Regions from separate parts of the Mus musculus genome. Here all the other regions are linked to region 2. A link is a contact called in public promoter capture Hi-C data. All regions are on one chromosome and are shown on one strand. Each heading gives the region's core, a stretch centred on a gene start, on an enhancer-like site or on the middle of the called end of the contact. The rest is flanking DNA. Distances are from core to core; before and after follow the strand shown.

The links. Promoter capture Hi-C pulls out the DNA fragments that hold promoters and counts their contacts.
Region 1: a promoter capture Hi-C map of neural stem cells shows a contact between it and region 2. The contact joins the promoter of Zfp719 here to the promoter of Myh14 in region 2.
Region 3: a contact with region 2 is called in a promoter capture Hi-C map of liver, with 4 times the contacts expected there. The contact joins the promoter of Grin2d here to the promoter of Myh14 in region 2. A contact is called at or near these places in 2 of 39 promoter capture datasets (both in liver).

The regions. Positions count from the first base shown.
Region 1 is chr7:43,577,311-43,581,123 of GRCm38.p6, reverse strand. It overlaps Zfp719 (zinc finger protein 719), which reads right to left and starts at 1,538. Exons shown (of 4, transcript NM_172482.1): 1 at 1,358-1,538.
Region 2 is chr7:44,669,534-44,673,311 of GRCm38.p6, reverse strand. Myh14 (myosin, heavy polypeptide 14) reads left to right here and starts at 2,469. Exons shown (of 42, transcript NM_001271540.1): 1 at 2,469-2,512. It overlaps 2310016G11Rik (RIKEN cDNA 2310016G11 gene), which reads right to left. Exons shown (of 5, transcript NR_152106.1): 3 at 3,479-3,649; 4 at 2,713-2,878.
Region 3 is chr7:45,864,626-45,868,126 of GRCm38.p6, reverse strand. Grin2d (glutamate receptor, ionotropic, NMDA2D (epsilon 4)) reads left to right here and starts at 1,446. Exons shown (of 12, transcript NM_008172.2): 1 at 1,446-2,015. The coding sequence starts at 1,560.

The DNA of each region.
Region 1 (3,813 bases), core at 289-2,788, 1.1 Mb after region 2:
CTTAACCTCAAATCTGTGCACTAGAGACAGACATGGGGCCACTAGGTCACTTTACCTCTCCGCCTGCTCAACGTTACCACTGTATGGAGTCTCAACCTCTGCTTTTCTTTTTTTCCTTAACATTTCTTTAGGAGGTGGGGAATAATTGGAGAAGGCAGCTCGCCCAACATTAACGGAAAAAAAAATTTTTTTTTAAAGATTTATTCTTACTATTCAAACATTTAAAAATGAAACGTGTGTGGGTGTTTTGTCTGTCTTTGTCTGTGCACCATTAGCTGGGAGGCCAGAAGGGAACACGGATCCCCTGGAATCGTCCCACCAGGCAGTTCCAAGGCACCATGTGGTGTGGGTGCTGGGAACCCAACACTGCTGACCCACATCTCCACTCTCCTGCCTTTCCTCCTCACTGGTCTCTTCAGTAGGCAGACTGGATGAGGCTGGCCCTTGCCTGTTTGGATGCAGGAACCCAGGCTTCTGCCTTACAATCTTTTTACAGCAGCACCTTTCTGCGTAACTGCCAATTACCAATCCTTGCCAAATTCACAGATCCCAGGCACAAGTCAAACCTCCGATCAGACCTCACATCAGCAAAGGACTGCAGTATTTATGTAAACTTTCAATTGTAACTGAAATGACTAGTTTTTTCTTAAATCTTTCTTCTGTCTTCAGTTGCATACGGGGGAAAGGAAATATCCAGAACACCTAAGGGCAGCCCCAAGGCTATGTCCCCGCTTAGATAACTGTGACCACATTAAATATACCTAAACACATCTCCTGGCTTCTAGGCAGTGCCTTCTATTGCTAATACTGCTTAGGCTGACAGAGATGGAGGGCACTGGGTCTCCAGTTTGGACCAAACGTAAATAAATTCATTTCCCCGTTTTCTCTTACTCTTTGGAGTTTATCTCCTCTCGAAGGCCAGTGTTTGACCAGGAGCCAGGGCTCCAGTTACCAGCTACTCAAACAGCCCAGAAAGCGACGCGGTCGCCCTCACAAAGCACCCTACACTGGCCTCAAGCTCCATCGCCTGACTCCTAAGCCAATCACAGACTGAGCGGATCACAAGCCATCTCAAGGTCCTCGCCCTGAAGCTCCCGGATGCTGCAGCGCCCACTCACTGAGTCCTGCCCCGAATGCCCTCACATGGTAATTTTCACGGACGACGGTGGGAAATCCCACAGGACAGCATACTGGGAAGTGACAAAATACAGACGCGGAAAACCCGCAGGAACAGAATGAAAGAGAACCGAACGACCCCCACTTTATCCACCTCATCCCCCCCTGGGGCCGATTCAACCATCACTCAGCACAAACCGGCGCTCAGCAGCACAGCGTCCTCTGCTCCACATCCACTCACCTCACATTACACCTTAGAGAAGCTCTGCACACGGCACGCCAGGACTGCGAGACTTCCGCCCACAGACACCCACAATTCCATGGGTTCGGATTCCAAACACCCACGCTACCCTGGCAACGACAGGAGAGGCGAACTACTTTAAGATCTGAGCGGATGTGATCACTCTAGGCCACTTCCGATTTGAATAAGGGTTCCCTCAGTTCACTACCACGTAGCCCTGGGTGGCGCGCATGCGCACCACCACTGGCGGAAGTCTGTCTTGCCAGTACTTATTATGGCTCATCTGGTGGTTTCTGATTTTTTTTTTTTTTTTTTTAACTTCTTCCTAGAAAGTGCCATGGCTGAACCCACACTCCCGTGACACAGAGGCAAGCATCAAAGCGCAACGGTTCCATACAGCCGACAAGAATGTGATAGGTGAAAGTCCAAGGCTGTCTCACATGCTTAGGGGATTTATTAACGTCTTGTATGTGTATATAATTCTAAGACACTGTAACATTACATCTTCCTAAATGTACCTTTTTTTCCCCTGTATTTTATTAGATTTACTTTATGTATTTTTGCCTGCATGTTGAGTTTATAGCATCCAGGACAGCTGCAAGAGCAACAAGTGCTTTTAATCTGTTTCTCTTTTTCTTCAACTTTCTCTTGATTTTCACCAGAATTGAAAGAAGTTCTTATTTTTGAGATGACCTCACTATATTGGTCTGACTGGCTTGGAACCGGACATGAAGGTCATTCTGGCCTTGGACTCTCAGACATCTCATGGCCTCTGTTTCCCGAGTGCTGGGATTAAAGATGTGTATCACCACACTGGCCTTTTCTAATTTTTCAAAAATTGAAAACTATGTGGGGTTATTAGGAAACAGGAGGTAAGTCATATGGAACACCAACGGTGAGAAACTGAGATAAGCCATCATTTACGTCATACTGAGGCATCTCACGGTTCCCAGAGGATAGAAACCTGTTCTTACTTAGAAGTAAAATGTCTTCTAAATCGCATAATAGAAATAATGTAGAACTAGGTGGGCAGTGGAAATAATGATAAACAGGGACACTAGTCAAATGGGAAAAACACCTAGCACTGTAGTGAATAAATTAGTAGACCTAATGTACATTATAAGAATAAAGTATAAAATTGTGTGAGTTATCTCCATATTAAACACATTCTAGCCCTGGACAGTCTAGAACAGTGGTTCTCAACCTGTGGGTTATGACCCCTTTGACAAACCTCTATCTCCAAAAATATTTACATCATGATTCATAACAGTAGCAAAATTACAGTTATGAAGTAGCAATGAAAAATATTAGAAAGGTTGAGAACCACTGGTCTGGAACTATGTAGACCAGGCTGGCCTTGAAGTTACTCTGATCTTGTCTATACCAGGGAAGTTCTAGGATTACAACAATGTGCAATCATGCCCAGTTCACACATAGTCTAGAGCTTCCCACTGAGAACAGACTACAGGAATAATGATTTAGGAAACAGTTTCATCATCAAAGATACACCTCAGGAGTCCCAAAAGAGTGGACTCAGCCATCCATCACCACAGAGCAAAATTATGATAAGTTAGGCACCAACGTGTTCTTCCGGAATTTCTTTTTGTTTTGTTTTGTTTTGTTTTGTTTTGTTTTGTTTTGTTTTGTTTCGAGACAGGGTATGTAGCCTTGGCTGTCCTGGAACTCACTTTGTAGACCAGGCTGGCCTCGAACTCAGAAATCCCCCTGCCTCTGCCTTCGAAGTGCTGGGATTAAATGCATGCGCCACCATGCCCAGCCCGGAATTTCTTTCAATAGTTTTCCCTCTTTAGTCAATAAACAATGCTCATCTATCTTGTGTCCTGAGCCACTGCTAGTTCACCAGGAAGATGAAGCACTTGACTCATGGAAATGATGAGCTGATAGAGACAATTGTGTGTGTGTGTGTGTGTGTGTGTGTGTGTGTGTGTGTACATACATACACACATACATTCACACGTATATAAATATATATAATCAGAAGTTAGTACCTGTATATGAAAGAGAACTTGTTGTCATTGTCTTCATGAATTACCTCATCTCATATTTTCCAGTTGAATCAAGTTCCTTGTAAATTTCATTTTATGACTCATAAAATCCCACTGCATTTATACTATAGTTTCATTATACATCCATCTATATTGATGGACATCTGGGCGTATTCCATTTCTTTGCTATTGTGAAGAGTAGTGGTAAACATGGATGTGTCAGTATCTCTGTGGTATGAAAGAGATTTTCAGGTATATATCCAGAAGAGGTTAGCTACATGATTGAGTAGTTTCAATTTCAGAAACTACCACTAATGTTGCATAGTGAGGTCTATTGTCTCAAAACCAAAACAAGTCAAACAAACTAAACACAAGAACAAAACCCCAGACTGATTTCATTGTAACAAACTACATTCCCTCAAAGAGTCATCAAAGTCTCCCTTTTCTTCA
Region 2 (3,778 bases), core at 1,220-3,719:
ACCAACTGAGCCTCAGACCCAGACAACATCTTTCATTTTTGTGTAGTATCTTAGCTCCTTGCTGGATTTCCCCACACATTCCAGGCTATTGCTTAGGTTCTCTAGACCCAGGTCATTCTGAGGGCTGGGATTAAGAAAGCTTTCATGGTCTATTTCTTTCTCTGGCCACACATGTCTGCGTGTTTCATTCACTGATTTCCCTATTTCAGCTTATTTACCCACGGGGAACCTCAGGAGAAGACCACACACAGATAACAACGGGCTCACAATATAACTGAGAGTATCCTGTAGGTGGTGGTGGTGGTGATGATGATGATGATGATGATGATGGTGTGTGTGTGTGTGTGTGTGTGTGTGTGCGTGTATCAAGGTCTCCAAGGAGACATATTGGGACTTTAACTCAAGCATGTATTCTGGATGGTGTAATGGAGGATGGCGAGAGGTTTAGAGGCAGGGGCATTCGTCCTTTGGACTTGATTCTTTGGTCTTGCCTTATCCCTGGTGGTATCATAGAGACAGGAATTGATCTCACTGAGGCAGCCCGGTCTCTGTGCCCACGCCTGTAAAATGTGTGCAGCAGCAGGACCAAATGCATAGAGCTGGTGGGTCCATGTTGTGGGATTTAATGTACAGTGAGAGCTTAGAACTGTGTGTGTTCTCACTAAATGTTAGCAGGCATTAGAGTGGCATGGGTTTGCAGATCAGAGAAAATCCCCGGCAACCAAAGCCTGCTAAGCCATGTGTGGTGGTGCATACCAGTCATTCCTACACTCAGGCGGCAAAGGCAGAGCGATCAGAAGTTCACAGTCATCCTCTGTTATGCAGGTAGTCTCACCTCCCCTTAGGCTGAGCAAGCAGAACTGAAGCTGCCTCTGCAACCAGGCCAGTAAAGACAGATGATGACATCACCAGTTGCTGGGTAGATTTAGCCTTGATGGAGTGGATGATATCCGTAGTTGGCAGGTACGGTTGGTTGGCTACAGACACCTGAGCTGTCATGTCCAAATGGACAATAGAGTGCCAGGATGGCAGAGCTGCAGAATGAAACCCTGTCTCCGAAGCAAAGAAGCAGGCCTGCAGCAGTGGCTCAGTGGTTAAGAGCAGAAACTGTTCTTCCAGAGGACCTGGGTTCAATTCCCAGTACCCACAGGACAGCTCAGAATCATCTGTAACTCCAGTTGCAGGAAATTTGACATCCTCTTCTGGCCTCCGACCGCACTGTATGCACACAGTACACATACATATATGCAGGTAAAAAAGCCATACACACACACACACACACACACACACAGAGAGCCATACACTCACACACATACACAAGGAAACAGCAAGTTTAGGAGACTGTTCAAAGCTGAGGCAGACCCAAGTGCTTAAGGGACTATGAAACAACACGAGCTAAGCAGTTGGAAGACAAGGTGGAGTGTATCTATGTGGTGAGGGCTTTGGGGACTTTGGTATTTACTTATCGTTTGTTTGCTGATTTATTTATTTTTGCAGTAAGGTGATGTAAACTTAGTGCTTTATAGCTCAAGTGCCCTATAACTGAGCCACATCTTAAGCCCTCTTTTTGTACTTTGAGACAGGGTCACACTAAGTTTCTCAATCACTTTGTTTAAACCCATGACCTCAACTCATTGCAGTCCTCCTGCCTCAGCCCGGCAATGCTAGCTAGGATGGTAGGTGTGGTCCTCCAGATGAGGTTGGGGTTTTTGCTTTGTTTTCTGAGACAGGGTCTCCTATAATCTAGGCTGGCCTAGAAATCTTTACATAGCTGTAGGATGACCTTGAACTCCTGATCCTCCAACCTCCAGTTCTCCAGGGCTGGAATGATTCTCTGGTGCCATCACTCCTGCTTTGCAAGGTGACTGGGTGGAACCCAGGGCTTCGTGCATGCTAGGCTAACCCTCTACTGAGTCTCCATATAAGGTCTCAATCGCACCAAGTTCAAGGCTTTAGTGAAATTACGTAGTGGAAACGCTTCACACATCTTTGAGCTCAATAAATGATTCTGACCCATCCACCTGCTTTGGGTCTGCTCACGGTCTGCACTCTACAAAAGCAGTTTCTTGGTGTGTGTCCTCACGCCGGCTCCCGGGGGACCCAGGCATTCCGGCCTCCCGCCGCCCCCTACGGGTGCGCACAAAGGCATCCATTCATGCCTGTTTACAAAGCAGCCCATTCACCCTGTCCCCTTGAACCAGCAGCTGCTGGCCGCTCCCCAAGCATCTCTATTGGTGCTTCCTGCTGGCCATCAGGCCCGGGTCCCGCCTACTGCCGCACATTCTCGGCCAGGTTCTTTTCCCACGCCTGGCACGCTTTGCCAACTTCTGATTGGCCTGGCGCGCCAGCCGCTCTTTTTGATTGGGCAGCACTGAGCCCCAGGGGCGAGGTCTGAGCGGGCCGCAGCAAGTGCTGATTGGTCTGTAATGCCTACCTGTGGGTGGGGCCGTCCACTGCAGGCCCCGCCTCCTTTTCTGTCCAGGCCGAGGCCTCTGGACCGCCCTGGGCGCCGGTGAGTGTCCGGGGACCTCCCCCCCGTGGTGCGCCCCAAGGGTTGGCCAGAGCCTGTCAGACCTGGGGAGGCCGGAGCCGGTGGGGTACAGCGGGGGGTCTTGGAGAGGGGTGGGTCAAGACATTCACCCTGGGTGCAAGCGACCCCAGGGTCAGGGAGAGGTAAGGGGAAGGTTGTAGTCACCCAGCCCGGATTCCCACCTTGTGCCAGACAGCCTGGGGTCATCTCTGACAGCGTCACACGGTCTGTTCTGCAGAAGGGGAAACTGAGGCAGTGCTTGGAACGTTGCATGATAGAACACCTGAGTCATGGTCTCCATTCCCCAGCTCTCAGGACTACCGTGTCAGATGTCAGAGGAGGAAAAAGCTGTGGACCAGAGAGAGAGGGGTCGCGACAGGCAGGGACAGGAACAGAGAAGGATGTGTTTGGCTGGGTGTCCCAGTTTGTTTTGATTTGACTTGGTTTAGTTAGTTGTTTTGGTTTTTTGTTTTGTTTTGGTTTTTTGTTTTTTTGTGAGTTTTTTTTGTTTGTTTTTTTTGTGTTTTTTGTTTTTTTTGGAGATAGCTTCTGAACTCACTGTGTAGACCGAGTTGACCTCAACCCCCAACCTTCCTGCCTGAGCCTCTCAAGGGCCGCGATGACAAGAGTGTGCCACCAAGCCTCACAATGGACATGGGCACTTTAATGTATAACTAAACTCCCCTCCAGTGTAGGAGAATGGATTTGAGGTAGGTTTGTGTGGTTTCCATCTCACAGAGAGTGAAGATATAGACTGGACCGAGGTGGGGAACACAGGGACCTGGTGTGCCTGGCCCTGTGGCTTTTTTTTTTTTTTAAACATCATAATAGTAATCAGGAGTTCAAGACCAGCCTCAGCTACATGATGAGTTCCAGGCGAGCCTGGGCTACTTAAGACCCTGTATCTGAAAAACAAAAAACAAAAATAAATTGTTCTGTAAGCCATACCTCTTAACACCTCTTAAGCCACAAGTTTATCGTAGGCATGATCACCCGATGTCTCCTCCTCGATCACCTTCTCGATTGAGGAGAAGACCCAAGCCTGAGGCTGGCATAGCATTTTGACATCATATCTGAGGATTGGGGCATCCCACTTCCAGGGTTCAGGAAACTGAGATTCTAAGAAAGAAAGAAAGAAAGAAAAAAAAAAAAAAAACCACGATAAAACAGAACAGAGACCTGGGTCCTTTTCCTCAAATAATTTTTGTTGATCTCATGAGCCTCAATTCCTAGCGAAGAAAGTGAAGG
Region 3 (3,501 bases), core at 197-2,696, 1.2 Mb before region 2:
TACCATGGCAACCAGACAGGAGACTGACGGCCAAGAGAGAACCCTTCTGTATCTGGACCCTGGCCCATTCAGGAAGCCCCCAGTGCAGGTCCTTGGAGCTTTATGTGAGCAGAGATCAGGCCCCCAGGGCTCCTCCTCAAACCTAGTACCCAGAAGCCTGGGATCCTGGCCCACCCACCCCAGGCAACTAGTATTCAACAGGGGCCACTGGAGGCAACACTCTTCTTCCTTTAATTTACTAAATTGCTCTGGGCTGGAAGCCAGGGACAACCCCCCCCCCCAGCTCCCCACAGCTGTGCCCCCAACCCCAAGACTGGCCTGTGACTCAGTTTCATCAAGAATGAAAACGAGGGGGGCAGGGACAGGAGGAGGGGCTAAGAATGGCTTAGGGTGGTGGGCATTGTCTCTCCTTGGATACCCAACTAATTTCTCCTTCTCTCTCCCCCATACACCTGACCCCTTTTCCTCTCCCGTTTCCCCCTTACTTTCGCCCTTTTCTTTCCATTTCCTCTGCCACCTGCCTCTGCCTTGCTTTTATGTGTGCTGGGCACCTCCCGGGTGGGGGTCTGGGGCTTCGCCTTGCCTTGCTATTTCTGTCTTCTCTGTATTCCATTCGCTCTGCTTGCCTCTCTCCATCTCCACTCCTTCTTCCTGAGGTTGGTGTGTGCCTGACTCTGGGTGACTGTGGGTCTCTGCTTTGCTTTCTATTCCCCGCAACTTTCTCATCTCTCCGCCTCCCTGTATTTCTCTCTGCATCTCTCCTTGCCTCACTACCATCCTCTGCCGTGCTCCCTCTCCTGTGCTCCCTCTCCTGGGTCTGTGTCCCCGTGAGCCTGGCCTTTCATCTCTCTTCACTCTTTCCCCTCTCCTTGACCATCTCTCTCGCTGTCCCCCTCTCCTTTGCTCTCACTGGCGTTCTTTTCCTGGTCTTTGTCCCATCTCTGGGTCTCTTTCCCATCTGTTCGATCACTGCCCCTTCCATGCCTGCCTTCTCCCCCCACCTCTTACCTCTGCATCTTCCCTGACCCCATTACTCACCCCCTCCCGCCTTTGTGCCTCCTGGTTCCCACATTTCATTCCTTCATCTCACCCCCCCACCCCTCCCTCTATTTGGGTTCCATCTTTCCCTTCCACTCCCTCCATTGCCTTTCCCGCTGTCTCTTCTTGTCTCTGGTCTCTGTATGTCTCTTTCCTGCCTCTTTCCCTCTCTGTCTCTCCATTTCTTCCCGTCTCCCTCTCTTCATTTGTCTCCCTCTATGCTTCTGCCGCCGCGCCTTCTCTCACCCAACTTTCCCCTCTCATCCTGACTCTGCATCTCCCTCACTATCTGGGTCTCACTGTCTCTGTCGCCTTCCCTATCTCTGTTTCTCGATCTCTGTCTCCTCCTTCTGTCTCGTTCTCCCTTATCTCTGTCCCTCATCTCTGTTTCCCTCCGTGTCGGCCCCTCCCTCTCTCCATCACCCAACCTTCCCCTCTCGCCCCGTCTCTCCCGTGTCTCCCCTCGGGCTCTGCCCTCGCCTCCCGTCCACGCAGAGGCCGCCCGGCGGGGCCCGCAGGCGATGCGCGGCGCCGGTGGCCCCCGCGGCCCTCGGGGCCCCGCTAAGATGCTGTTGCTGCTGGCGCTGGCGTGCGCCAGCCCGTTCCCGGAGGAGGTGCCGGGGCCGGGCGCGGCCGGCGGGGGCACGGGCGGGGCGCGGCCGCTCAACGTGGCGCTGGTCTTCTCTGGCCCGGCGTACGCGGCCGAGGCGGCGCGCTTGGGCCCGGCCGTGGCGGCGGCAGTGCGCAGCCCGGGCCTGGACGTACGGCCCGTGGCGCTGGTGCTCAACGGCTCCGACCCTCGCAGCCTTGTGCTGCAGCTCTGCGACCTGCTGTCGGGGCTGCGCGTGCACGGCGTGGTGTTCGAGGACGACTCGCGCGCGCCCGCCGTCGCGCCCATTCTCGACTTCCTGTCGGCGCAGACCTCGCTGCCCATCGTGGCCGTGCACGGCGGCGCCGCGCTCGTACTCACACCCAAGGTGCGCGCGACCGCGGGGGACGGGCCGCCTCGGGGGCGGGGCCTTGCGGCTCGGGGGCGGGGCCTTGCGGCTCGGGGTCTTGGATCGGACGTAGTTTTGATTGACTTGAGGCGGGAGGTTCGTCGAGGGGCAGTGCCTGCGTAGGCTGAAGGGAAAGACCTTTGAGAGGCGGGACCTATGATAACTTGGGGGGCGGGTTGTATTAAGATGGGGGGGGGGGGTTGTAAGGACGGAGACAGTAACTAGGGGGTGGAGCCGTCCGTTGGTCAGTTTCCATGTTGGTGGTTAAAAGTCAAGTCTATACAGTGAGGAGTCTGATTTGAAGAGATGTGCTCTATGGGGTTCACAGCACCTTTCAGGGGTCACCTACAAGGGTCAGATCAATAATCAGGAAAGAGGTGGGTTACAATGAGGATTGAGGAAAAGCCAATGGCAGAAGAGATAGATTTAATGAGTGACGACAAGGTCAGAAACTAGAGTTATGGCTCTTGGACCAATGAGGGGAAGAGTCAGTTGGAAAGGGATGGGGTTCAGAAAGAGATGGAGTCTAGTGTCCAGGAAGGCAGAGATGGGAACCATAGGATAAGAGAACTAGGTGCTGAAGGAGGGCATGGTGGGAGGCTTAGCTGGAGGCTTGGAGCCTAGAGGTGTAGGAATGAGAGCAGAGCCATGCATTCTGAGAGTTGGACTGATGAGAAGCAGGCCAAGCCCAAGGACCCTGCTAGTGCTCAAGGATGGAGGGATCCAGTGGAGAAGGCCGAGGGTAGACCCACTCCAATGGATGTAATAAAAGGACTTTGCTGAGAGAGGAGGAAGTAGGCCCTTGAAGTGGGGTTTGAGAATGAGCTTGTCAAACTGTAAAGGTACGGAAATGAGGATTTTGAACCCAGAGAAAACCAGAAACCTGAAGTGGAGTCAGGAGAGACTGGTCCTGGTAGTAGCCTGGAAAGAGACCTGCCCCCAAAGGCCTGGGTGGGGACAGTGGGTTGTGGTAGGCCTTTGGTACCAAAGAAGAGACATGGACTACCCTAATTTGCAGATGAAGCCTGAGAAAGGGGTGTACTAGATGTGGAGCAAGTGAAACCTAGAAGTGGGGTTGGCTGAAGGATGGGGCCGCCTGGGTGGATGGAACCTAAACCAACCAGTTGCCGGCTAGGAAGGCCTGTGACCTTGTTCCCAGAGCACCATTGCATCCGAGGGCCCTCAGGTCTGCCCAAAACATTCTGGGAAAGACCTCTATCCGGCTTCTTTGTTCTTGGCTAGATTTGTAGGCAGATATGTAGGCCTGGCTGCTCCCTCCATAGAACACTGGTGTACACAGTCCCTTGTGCTTCCATTGTTGGTGACTGTGCCCCACTGAAAATTGCTATCCACTTTGTATGTAGCCTGTCACCTTCAGGGACATATATAGTTCACTGCCCTGGGGGAGGGGGGGAAGTGTTATCGTTGCTGCTCCAGCTGTGCTAAATGAGTGCCAAGACCTAGT